Linked DNA regions of Gasterosteus aculeatus: region 1 is linked to region 2. The links are chromatin contacts, called in public Hi-C maps. All regions are on one chromosome and are shown on one strand. The core of a region is the stretch at or near the end of the contact, and the rest is flanking DNA. Distances in the headings are between cores, read along the strand shown.

What was found. Hi-C and Micro-C count contacts between places; a contact is called where the count stands out from the background.
Region 1: a contact with region 2 is called in a Hi-C map of blood and trunk muscle, with 2.4 times the contacts expected there. The contact joins the promoter of LOC120816049 here to the enhancer-like site in region 2. A contact is called at or near these places in 6 of 6 Hi-C or Micro-C datasets (blood and trunk muscle, liver, skeletal muscle and 2 more).

The regions. Positions count from the first base shown.
Region 1 is chr1:18,009,885-18,014,475 of fGasAcu3.hap1.1, reverse strand. It overlaps LOC120816049 (alpha-actinin-4), which reads left to right and starts at 2,944. Exons shown (of 22, transcript XM_040171349.2): 1 at 2,944-3,371. The coding sequence starts at 3,258.
Region 2 is chr1:17,974,014-17,979,127 of fGasAcu3.hap1.1, reverse strand. LOC120816049 (alpha-actinin-4) reads left to right here. Exons shown (of 22, transcript XM_040171349.2): 19 at 1-74; 20 at 2,090-2,155; 21 at 2,915-3,073; 22 at 3,634-5,114. The coding sequence ends at 3,792. Among protein-coding and RNA genes, the nearest start is that of LOC120826697, 9.3 kb to the right of the region's middle. Within about 2 kb of position 3,782, at least 1 of the 9 cell types and tissues checked has open chromatin away from gene starts, as enhancers often do.

The DNA of each region.
Region 1 (4,591 bases), core at 1,695-4,194, 36 kb before region 2:
GCATACTTTCACTTCTTCAAATAACACTCTGTTTACCTGTTTCTTTGGTATTTGTTTCCATGGTTTAAAAATGTTTGCCGGATATCTGTATCAGTCAGGTTATGCAGAATCTCTGTATCTCTGTAACTCTGTGTGTGTCTGCGTGTGAATGCGCTGACCACGGGATATTTTGAGAATTTTTTGCTGCTTCTGGTATGTGTAAATATCCGTCCCCCAGCACCATTCTTTAAAGTGTCAAGAGTTACAAATACCAGAGGTCATGTGTTTGTGTGTGGAACCCGGTGGAACATTGTTATTGCAGTGTTTTTACAGTGCTGTCCCACCGTTGTGTTGGTGCAAGCTGACCTTTAGGATGGCATGTAACAGTCTACCTCGGACCACTGTAACCACGCTCTCTCGGTCTTAATTGAAGTGGAAATCCGATGAATAGATTTGCCTCCTGTGTTTGATCTCACTGGAACTGATTTTGGTGAAAATAAAAGCATCCCCGCTCCGTGCGCCGAGTAGCAGACTGTGTGGGCTAAAACACCAGACAAATACAATGCAAACAAATACTACAAATATGAATTTATGAAAACTACATCGGTGAAAGTATGTACAGAAAAAGGAAAAACATATATAGAGAACATTGCTTCAGTAGAGATTTAGTGGTTTACTAATTGAATATGCTGTTGTTTCTTTGTAAAATTATCTAAAAATATTATGATTTATATAAAACATGTTTATAGGACATAAAAACCAAATAAAGGTATGGAATGTGACATGCTGCTTACGCACACACACAAAATACATGACTGAGTCTTTGTGCCTCTGTATTCATATCATCAGCTTCAATGTAAACACCACCGGCTACATTTGGAACTGTACTTTTCTTAGTTAAGTTCATCAAAAGTGTCTCCTTCCCGCCAATGAGACCACCGACCAATCACAGAGCTCCTGGTGGCAGCGCTGCACTGTACGGGATCACATGATCACATCGGAGCCGAGGCGTGGACCTGCTGCAGTTTATATGCCGCTCTGGACCGCGGTGATGCTAATGGGCCCGGACAGCCTGAGCATGACCTACTTCTGTAGGTGGCTCCTGCAGGCGGGGGGGCAATAGTCACCCTCCAAATCAGCCCGAGCCTGAATGACACTGCGGATCGGGCTTCAGTTCTCTGGGTCAGTGGCTCTCAAACGGTTTGGAACCTGACCTGGTTCACCCATTCAAAATCAATCTCTCCTTTTCAGCTGGTTTTCACTATTTTCATCAGCGGAGGCTGAGAGACTGAACGATATTTTGTATTGAACAAGAATAACAAAAGTAACAGTAATCAATGAAAATTCATAAAACAAAGAGTCTTCTGGCCCTGCATCATCTGGTGACGGTCAAAAAAGTCCCAAGCAGGAAATCGGCAGCAACTAAAGTATCCTCCTGGATGCACCGGTGAATAAATGAGAGCCATTCCAGTGGAGAACACATGACGAAGGACCCTCTTGGATGTCCTTACCGTGATAAAAACATGGTTAAGTTCCCTTAGGATGTCTGTCTAGTTGATAGGAGTTGATCAAGGGACCTCGTAAGGATGTGCGTAAAGGTAATGTCGGTTTGCTAGTGCCTTTTTAAAAATATGTTTTGCTTATTTCTATCAGGCAGCATGAGTAACCCACTGCAAACCGATCATTCTGTCCTGATTTAAAACTAATACCTATATTCTCCTTACAGAGATGAACCAACTGGTGACATGGTGCAGCCAAAACAACGTAGAGCTCAACGCTCTGAAGACAGTGGAGGTGGTTTTGAATTTCAGAAAGAATCCAGCTCCACTGGTCAATGCTGGGGAGTCCTTCTGTTTCCTGGGCTCCATCATTACCCAGGACGTCAAGTGGGAGCTGAACATCAGCTCCATCACCAAGCTAACCCTAACCCTAACCCCAAGGCCCAGCAGAGGTTGTTCTTCTTGAGGCAGAAATTCAGAAGAAATTCAACCGGCCAAAAACAATGAGCACTTCTACAGGGCCATCATCGAGTCCATCCTCTGCTCCTCCATCACCGCCTGGTACGCTGCAGCCACAGCCAAGGACAAGGGCAGGCTGCAGCGCGTCATCCGCTCTGCAGAGAGGGTGATCGGCTGCAATCTGCCGTCACTCCAGGACTTGTTCGCTTCATGGAGCCTAAAGCGAGCAAGAAAGATTGTAGCCGACCCCTCTCACCCCGGACAAAAACAGTTTGTGTCTTCTATCTGGCAGGATACTGAGGTTCATCAGGACCAAGACCTCCCTCCACACAAACAGTTTCTTCCCACCGGCAGTCGGCTCATCAACAGACTCTGACATCCATTTTTTCTATTCCCACATCCCTTCATACTCCATATTTAAATACACTTGAACATGTTATATGTTTTACATATACTTAGAGTACACGTGTGTAAATGTTCAACATATGCAGTCGAATTCCGATCAATTCTAAAAAAATACTTCATTGGTGCAGAAGCTCACGTTCAAATATAACATGAATATGCATGAGCTGTTTATGACGATGGTGTGTCAATTTAAACATGAACACAGTTCCCCAAGGAGATATCTGCGATTATCCCTTCAAAATAAAACATGACCATTTCGCGAGAGGATTTACAAACAATTGTACTTTTGCAAATTCATAACACAAGTTGGAAACATCACATCAACTTTATTATGAAAAATGTATACAAGGGATATTTTAACAATGTACGAAATATATGTCCTTTCTGTAAAAAAAGAAAATAGAACGAAATACAAAAATTGGAAAACATACCAAACAAATGTGTACAATATCTAGAGCTGGGCCGTTTTTAGAGAAAGTCCTTTCGAAAAAACGACATGACATTTGTTTGAGATAAAAAAATAAGGAAGCCGCATTGAATTATGGGAGAAAGTAAGCCAAGCAACAAAAGATCTTAGAGTGATTACTTTGAAAGGTTCACCGGAAGCGCCCCTTTGCAGTCCGTAGGAGCGGCCGGTTCCTCCCAGCAGAGAGAAAGCCTTTTCTCCTCACAGCGGCAGCGGAGATTTTCTCACTGCACACGCCGGATGTGCATTACATTGAAAAAAAAGACATTCACTCACGACTGAAAGCGGCGAGAGAAAGACGGACACGTCCCTAGGCCGTGTATCCCTCCACGTTATTTCGGTTCAGACCGTTGTTTCTTTTTTTCGCCCAATTTCATGTTTAATATCTGACATCTTTTCTTACGAATAGTCGGTCTCTCTGTGGCGCACTCGGGTTTGGCTGAGCTGACATGGTAGATTATCACGCTTCTAATAACCAATCTTCCTCCGGACACATGGAGCAAGAGAACGACTGGGACCGGGACCTCCTGCTGGACCCGGCCTGGGAGAAACAGCAGCGGAAGGTAAGCGAACCGAGAGCCGGGCCCAGCTGGGCCGAGTCGAGCCGAGCCGGGCGGAGAAGGAGGCGGCGGGCGGAAAGAAAATGGCAGGGGAGGGATGGGACGCGGAGTGGAGGTCAGAGACCGACAGCGGGCCTCGGCTTTTCGCTCCGCAAACCCCGGCGCTCCGCTTACAATACCGCGCTTTTAATACCTGCTCGTCTACTCCGCGTCCAGCTACTTCGTTTACCCCATTAAACCCCCTCAACCCGACCCACCGTAGATGAGAAGTAATATTTGTCTCGTGTGTGCTGAGCGAAGTCTGAAACATGACCCGCGCTCCTCCGCGCGAGCGGAAACACGGCGCCACATCGATGCCGACGAAACACAAATCTGAAGAGTGATTGACATGCGGGGCTTAAAATAGCGCGAGATATTGTGTCCTCTGGATTAGACCGAACCAGTCCGCGACACCAGTCTCTCCGAGGCCGCGTCAACCGTGTCCCCGTTGCCTCCGGGGACTTGCTGATTTCTCTCTCCGCAGGTTTGCTTCGTTCACCTGATGGCGACATTCCTCAAGGTGTTACTAGATATTTTTGTGGGATTGATGCTTTCCCCCCTTCTTCTTCGTCTTTCAAGAATAAATTAGTCTGGAACATTTAAATTGATATGAGACATTGTCCATCTGGCTGTCCTGCCATGAGCAAAGTGGTTTAAACTCGGCGCAATGATGAGCTATGTCGAGCACACATGCAGATATGCACACGTATGACAATTATTTGGGAACAGGCACATGTATGTAGCAACGCTTTTAACATTTTTTTCTTTCCTAATATTCGAAGCCCGGACATGGTCTGCCTTGGCTTCAAGTTCACACAGACGTGTTGTATTCATATAATGGGAGATGTACGCAATATGTGTAATGTGTATTGTCTTGGTACATGCAATTCCGGAGCCCCACTGGTTTCACTGCACACAACTAAACGCCCACTCACTACGCTGCAGATTTCTTTTAGCTCTAGTTAATGTTCTGCACAAACCCTAACCTAAAAAAAACAGCCTGTACCATGAGCAACGTTTGGCTCTGTGTTCACCGATTCTTTAGGCCCGACGCTACGCCAATCCTTTACAGTGCTGCTCCTCTTTACACCCCTCCAACCAGTCTGCATGTGCACTGTGCTATTTCTACTTGTCTAAAACCAGCAGCACCTACTCCTCCACTGCCACCCCCACCTTCATCGGCT
Region 2 (5,114 bases), core at 2,533-5,032:
TGACGCGCGACGCCAAAGGGATCAGCCAGGAGCAGCTCTACGAGTACCGCGCCTCCTTCAACCACTTCGACAAGGTCAGGGGGCCGAGCTCCGGGGCCACGCCTCCTAGAGCACAAGTTTTTTTTTTTTTGTTTTGTTACACCTGCTATATCACGTTACAATGTCTGCCAAGTCATTTGTCTGTTCATTCAGATGTTTAGCACATGTTGGGGGGAGGTTGTGTACAGGTGTTGACAGGCAGAGAGGGAGAGCCTACAGGGTGCTGTCTGGTGAGGGAGTGATGTGTCATGGTACAGGTAGATGCATACAGTAGATGGAGTGTGGGGAAAAAGGCCGGAGAAATAACATGAGCAGCAGCAGCTAAATGTATTTTAGACACCTCAAAAAAGTGGATATTTAGAATGTAATCACTGCCTATCAGCTGAAGCCGTTATCAATGCTCTCTATAAGACTGTCCTGTTATCTTTTGGAACACAACGGTGTACCGATGCCTCCATCGGTTAGTTTGTGTTCTTGTGTAGTTTGTTGAACCGGAGATATCCCACCTTTATGGGCATTGATAACGCTTTGGTTCCCCAGAGACGCGGCTGTCAGACTGCACGCTATGACAATATTCTCAATGTAGCGACGGCTTCAACTGTTACAATATCTTTTTTTGTAGCTGTCTAAAATACGTCCACAATAGTACGTTGCTCTGCTCCTGTGCTGGTTCTACTGTTTCTCCTCACTCAATCTACTGTACTGACTATGGAGAAATACCTCGAACAACACATATCCCCTTAAAGTGTAATTTGTAGTTTAGCATGATGATACACTTGCTTCATTGGATGTAAACTTCCCAACGTCGCCAACCTTGTGTGTATCAAACCACTGTCGTTCATCATCTCACACCTGTGTGTGTGTGTGTGTGTGTGTCACTGATTCATGTTGCTGTCCTCGACCATCACACCAGTGTTTCTCGGCACAAGGAACATCTTGAGCACGAGGTCATCGTCATCAATCGCTCTTCATTTTTAGTGTTTACTTGAACAAACTTCCTGAATAACTCCAGATGACTCCATGGCCTCCTGTTAAGGTTGTGTGTGTTTGTGAGTGCACTGACATAGTCTAAATGTCTGTGAATGTCTTGTCTGTCCACCTCCATCCTCACCCCCCCCCCTGCATGCCGTGTGGACCTCCCGATCGCCACCCGTCCCCGTATTGCGTTTTGACGCGTCGCTCGTGTCGTTGGCTGTTTGGCCGATCTCAGGACCACAGCGGCGCGCTGATGGCCGAGGAGTTCAAGGCCTGCTTGATCAGTCTTGGCTACGACGTGGAAAACGACAAGCAGGTAGGAGACGTTCGGCGCCAGTCGCAGTTTGTTGGGTCTCCGAGCAGGAGAGCAGAGCAGAGTGGAGATCATAGGTCGGATCCCACATCTGCACAGGAATGCACTACATTTTTGAGTTATTTAGCCACGATTATTCCACTTTGGTTCATAATCATTCCCAAGATTGCAGAATAACGTTATTTTATTTTGCTTTTAATAGACGGCCGATTTAAGAACAAACCCAGCAAATGGTTAAAGGACTTTAAACTTAAAAAAAAAAAAAAGAATGACAGTGAGTCATAGTCCCTCACACCAAAGACATCTGAATTCTATACACATCTGGATTGGTCCATCTCAGGTAAAAAGTGATGTCTGTAACCATCCGGCTCTCCTGCTCTGAGGTTCCCCACCAACTCTGCATCAGCATGGAGGGCAGAGATAATCTCGCGTCCCTGTATGTCCACCGAGTGGCACTGCGGCTCTGGAAACCAGGCTCCCTCTCACTCTCTGAGCAGACGCCTCATCTGTCTGCCTGGCTGTCTGTCTCTCTGCCCGTCTGTCTCTGTCGGGTTTTACTTTGGCTGTTAACCGTTTGTGCTCTGTTTTATCCTTCTTTCACCTCCCTGCCCCAAACATTTCTCTACATTTTGTTAACTCTATATCTGTCCATCACTCCTCTTTCACTCTGTCACTCCTCCTCCTTCCTCTCAAACTTCTTTGACCCCCCCCCCCCCCCCCCCCCCCCCCTTCCTTTGGCCTTGGCTCTGCTGCGGCCCACAGAAGCGATCGGGACAGATGGTCTCGGAGGACTTCCGGGCTCTACTCATTTCGACCGGAAACAGCCTGGTACTGCTGCTGCTGCTGCTGCTGCTGCTGGCGTGGTGCTCTCACAGGGTGTCCGCAGGTCCAACAGTGTCCCCATTCAAAAAACTTAAAGGAATGTCTCCCGTCATGCTAATCTTCCAGTGAGAATTTGACCCCTTTGTTGAGGTCCTGTACAAGCATGAGACCGTATGTTTTTTGTGACATTTTAAAGCTCTCCCACACAAACAAGGGGTTAATAATTGACATTAAAGCTGCATTTCTGTTTGGGAAGCTTTCTTTTTTGGGGGCTGAATAACAAAAAGGGGTTTTGTAGAAAAGTTTTGCATATATTAATGGAAAACAATATTCATGTTTTTTGTTACTTTTGAAAGTATACTTTGGTGTAATGTCTTAAATCTGAGTTCACACCTGCAGACACCCTGCCCGCCCCCCCACCAGATCCGCTTCTTAGTCCGTCAAGTCTGTCACTTTTCTCCTTGCTACCTGAAAGACAACCGTCAATTTTCATGAAGACAAATCGCTTGTCTTCGTGCCGTCCTCTTGTCTGCGTCCTTTTGTCTGGTTTTAGCCAGTGATCATGTGATGCATGTGTCAGAAGGGTGGGATACAAAATATCAGGACCACAATCACAACCTGTCAATCCTTTTCTCCGCCTTGCTATATTTCCTCGAGGTCCTGATGTTTTTACACACTCCGCTCTGTCACGTTCTGTGTGTGTGTGTGTCTTGAGTACAAAGGGCCGTCTTTCCTGGGTTAACCCATTGCTCTCTCGGTTGCCAGGGAGACAGCGAGTTTGCTCGCATCATGAGCATAGTGGACCCCAACGGCAGCGGTGCCGTGACCTTCCAGGCCTTCATCGACTTCATGTCCAGGGAAACGACCGACACGGACACTGCGGACCAGGTCATCGCCTCCTTCAAGATCCTGGCCGCTGATAAGGTGTGTGTGTGTGTGTGTGTGTGTGTGTGTGTGTGTGTGTGTGTGTGTGTTTAATGCAGAATTATGTGTATTGTATTCCCATTGTTCATTGCAAAGAATTCAGTATGGCATTTGTATTTACAGGATTATTATTTTTAAATAAAACGCATTGACTAATGACTGAAATATTAGGCTCATATTTGTAAAAAATCTAATTTTTGGTTGTGATTTGCTGAAGAAGCCGGAGAGTCTCATTGAACATGCGGTGGTGGAGGATCTGCAGAAGTAGAAAGGATTATCACAAAATAACAATCAGCTGATAAATTGATTGACGGTAGCAAAAGAAGTATTCAAATACTTGACAATATCAGTTGAAAGTTTAAGCACATAGGTAATAGAAATACTTGAATCATTAGAAAGTGATACTATCTTTAGGTCAGTATAGATGTATCACTATGGAAGTGGGGACTTCAGCTCTCATCAGAGTTTCATTTGCAACATATCAAAAGTGTTTGCAGAACAACTGTACACAGGTGTATGGGTAAGATGTAAGCCTTGCTCATCCTCCCTGTTTCCATCAGACTTTCATCACGGCTGAGGAGCTGAGGAGGGAGCTTCCCCCCGACCAGGCGGAGTACTGCATCGCCCGCATGGCGCCTTACGTGGGGGCCGACGCCGTTCCTGGCGCCCTGGACTACATGTCCTTCTCCACCGCCCTGTACGGAGAGAGCGACCTGTAGACGAGCAGGAGGCCAGGACAGAGGAGGAAGGGAGCTAGGGTCATTCTGTGCATAGAGGGGACGCCCAGGAGTCGCGCGTCGGGAACAAAATTGAGTGGTGGTTGTGAGGTGCCCCTGCGTGTGCCGCTATAGAAATCTTCAGAATATTTTTTTTTAAAGAACGTTGATACTTGATTGAACTGCCTTTAGTGGGATCAGAGCAGGAAGGCAAGGGGGCACGAGCTAATCTGATACTTATGCTAATAGTCTTTTATTTTATCATTTCTTTCTTCTTGCCAGGTGGGTTCTGGACATGTGGGGGGGGGGGGGGGGGGTTGCGTATTAGATCCCAGAGAGATGAAAAAAGAGAAAAAACCCATTTAACCATATTTCCCATGTTGCCGGTGACATGTCTGACCTTGGCTTTTTTTTTTTTTTTTACCCTCCTCCCGTCATTGTTTTTTTCTTTTTGTGTTTCCCCCAGCTGCAGGTGGGCGGTGTTCGGGTGGGGATGGTGGTTGGGTGTGAGTGGAAGGGCCTGGAGGGGGCTCGGCGCTGTACATATTTTTTTCAGTGCAGAGAGAGGCACACACGGTCCCAGTTGTCCAGAGTAATTGATCGCAAGCTTCCCAGTAGTGGGCGGCGGGGGGGGGGGGAGCAAAGCAGAGTGACATTTATTATGAAAAAAATATAAAAATAACAAAATGACAAAAACAAGAGCTTTTTTTTTTTTTATGAAATAAAAAGCCAATGACACAACGCAGAGAGCGCAGTTTCTTCAGTGAATAGGTTTGAGCTTCCAGAAGTCTTCACTTCAGGTTTTATTTCCTTTTTTCCTTTTTTTTGCAATGGAAATAGTTGTTCGCCGTGAAGTTTAAGGCTTGTGTACCTAAAGGCCTTCTACTGTATAACTCACGACGGGCAAACCACCATCGCTTTCCACAAATATTTGCTTCTGTGAAACTTTTCTCCCGGGGGCGGGTTAGGGTGCTTATTTAAATACAAAAAGACATTTGTATGATCGTTAGGATGGTATAAGTCAAAGTTGGGCCAGTTTTATATACCAGAAACCACACGCAGGAATACACATACACACGCACACAGATGTCATGGATGCATCCGATTGGCTGAATGAAAGTTTCTTTGCACTTCTTCGATTTTGTTTTTCTTTCTTAGAGCTGCTGTAGTGGCACTCTGGAGAGGGAAAAATGTCAAACCGGTGGAGGAAATTAATTAAATGTGCCTATTGGTGTGCCCTCCCCCCACCTCTCTCGCTCGCTCTCTCTCTCTCCCCCTCTTTTCTTACACCCTCTCATTTGTCCCTAAAGGGAAGGAAAATGTAC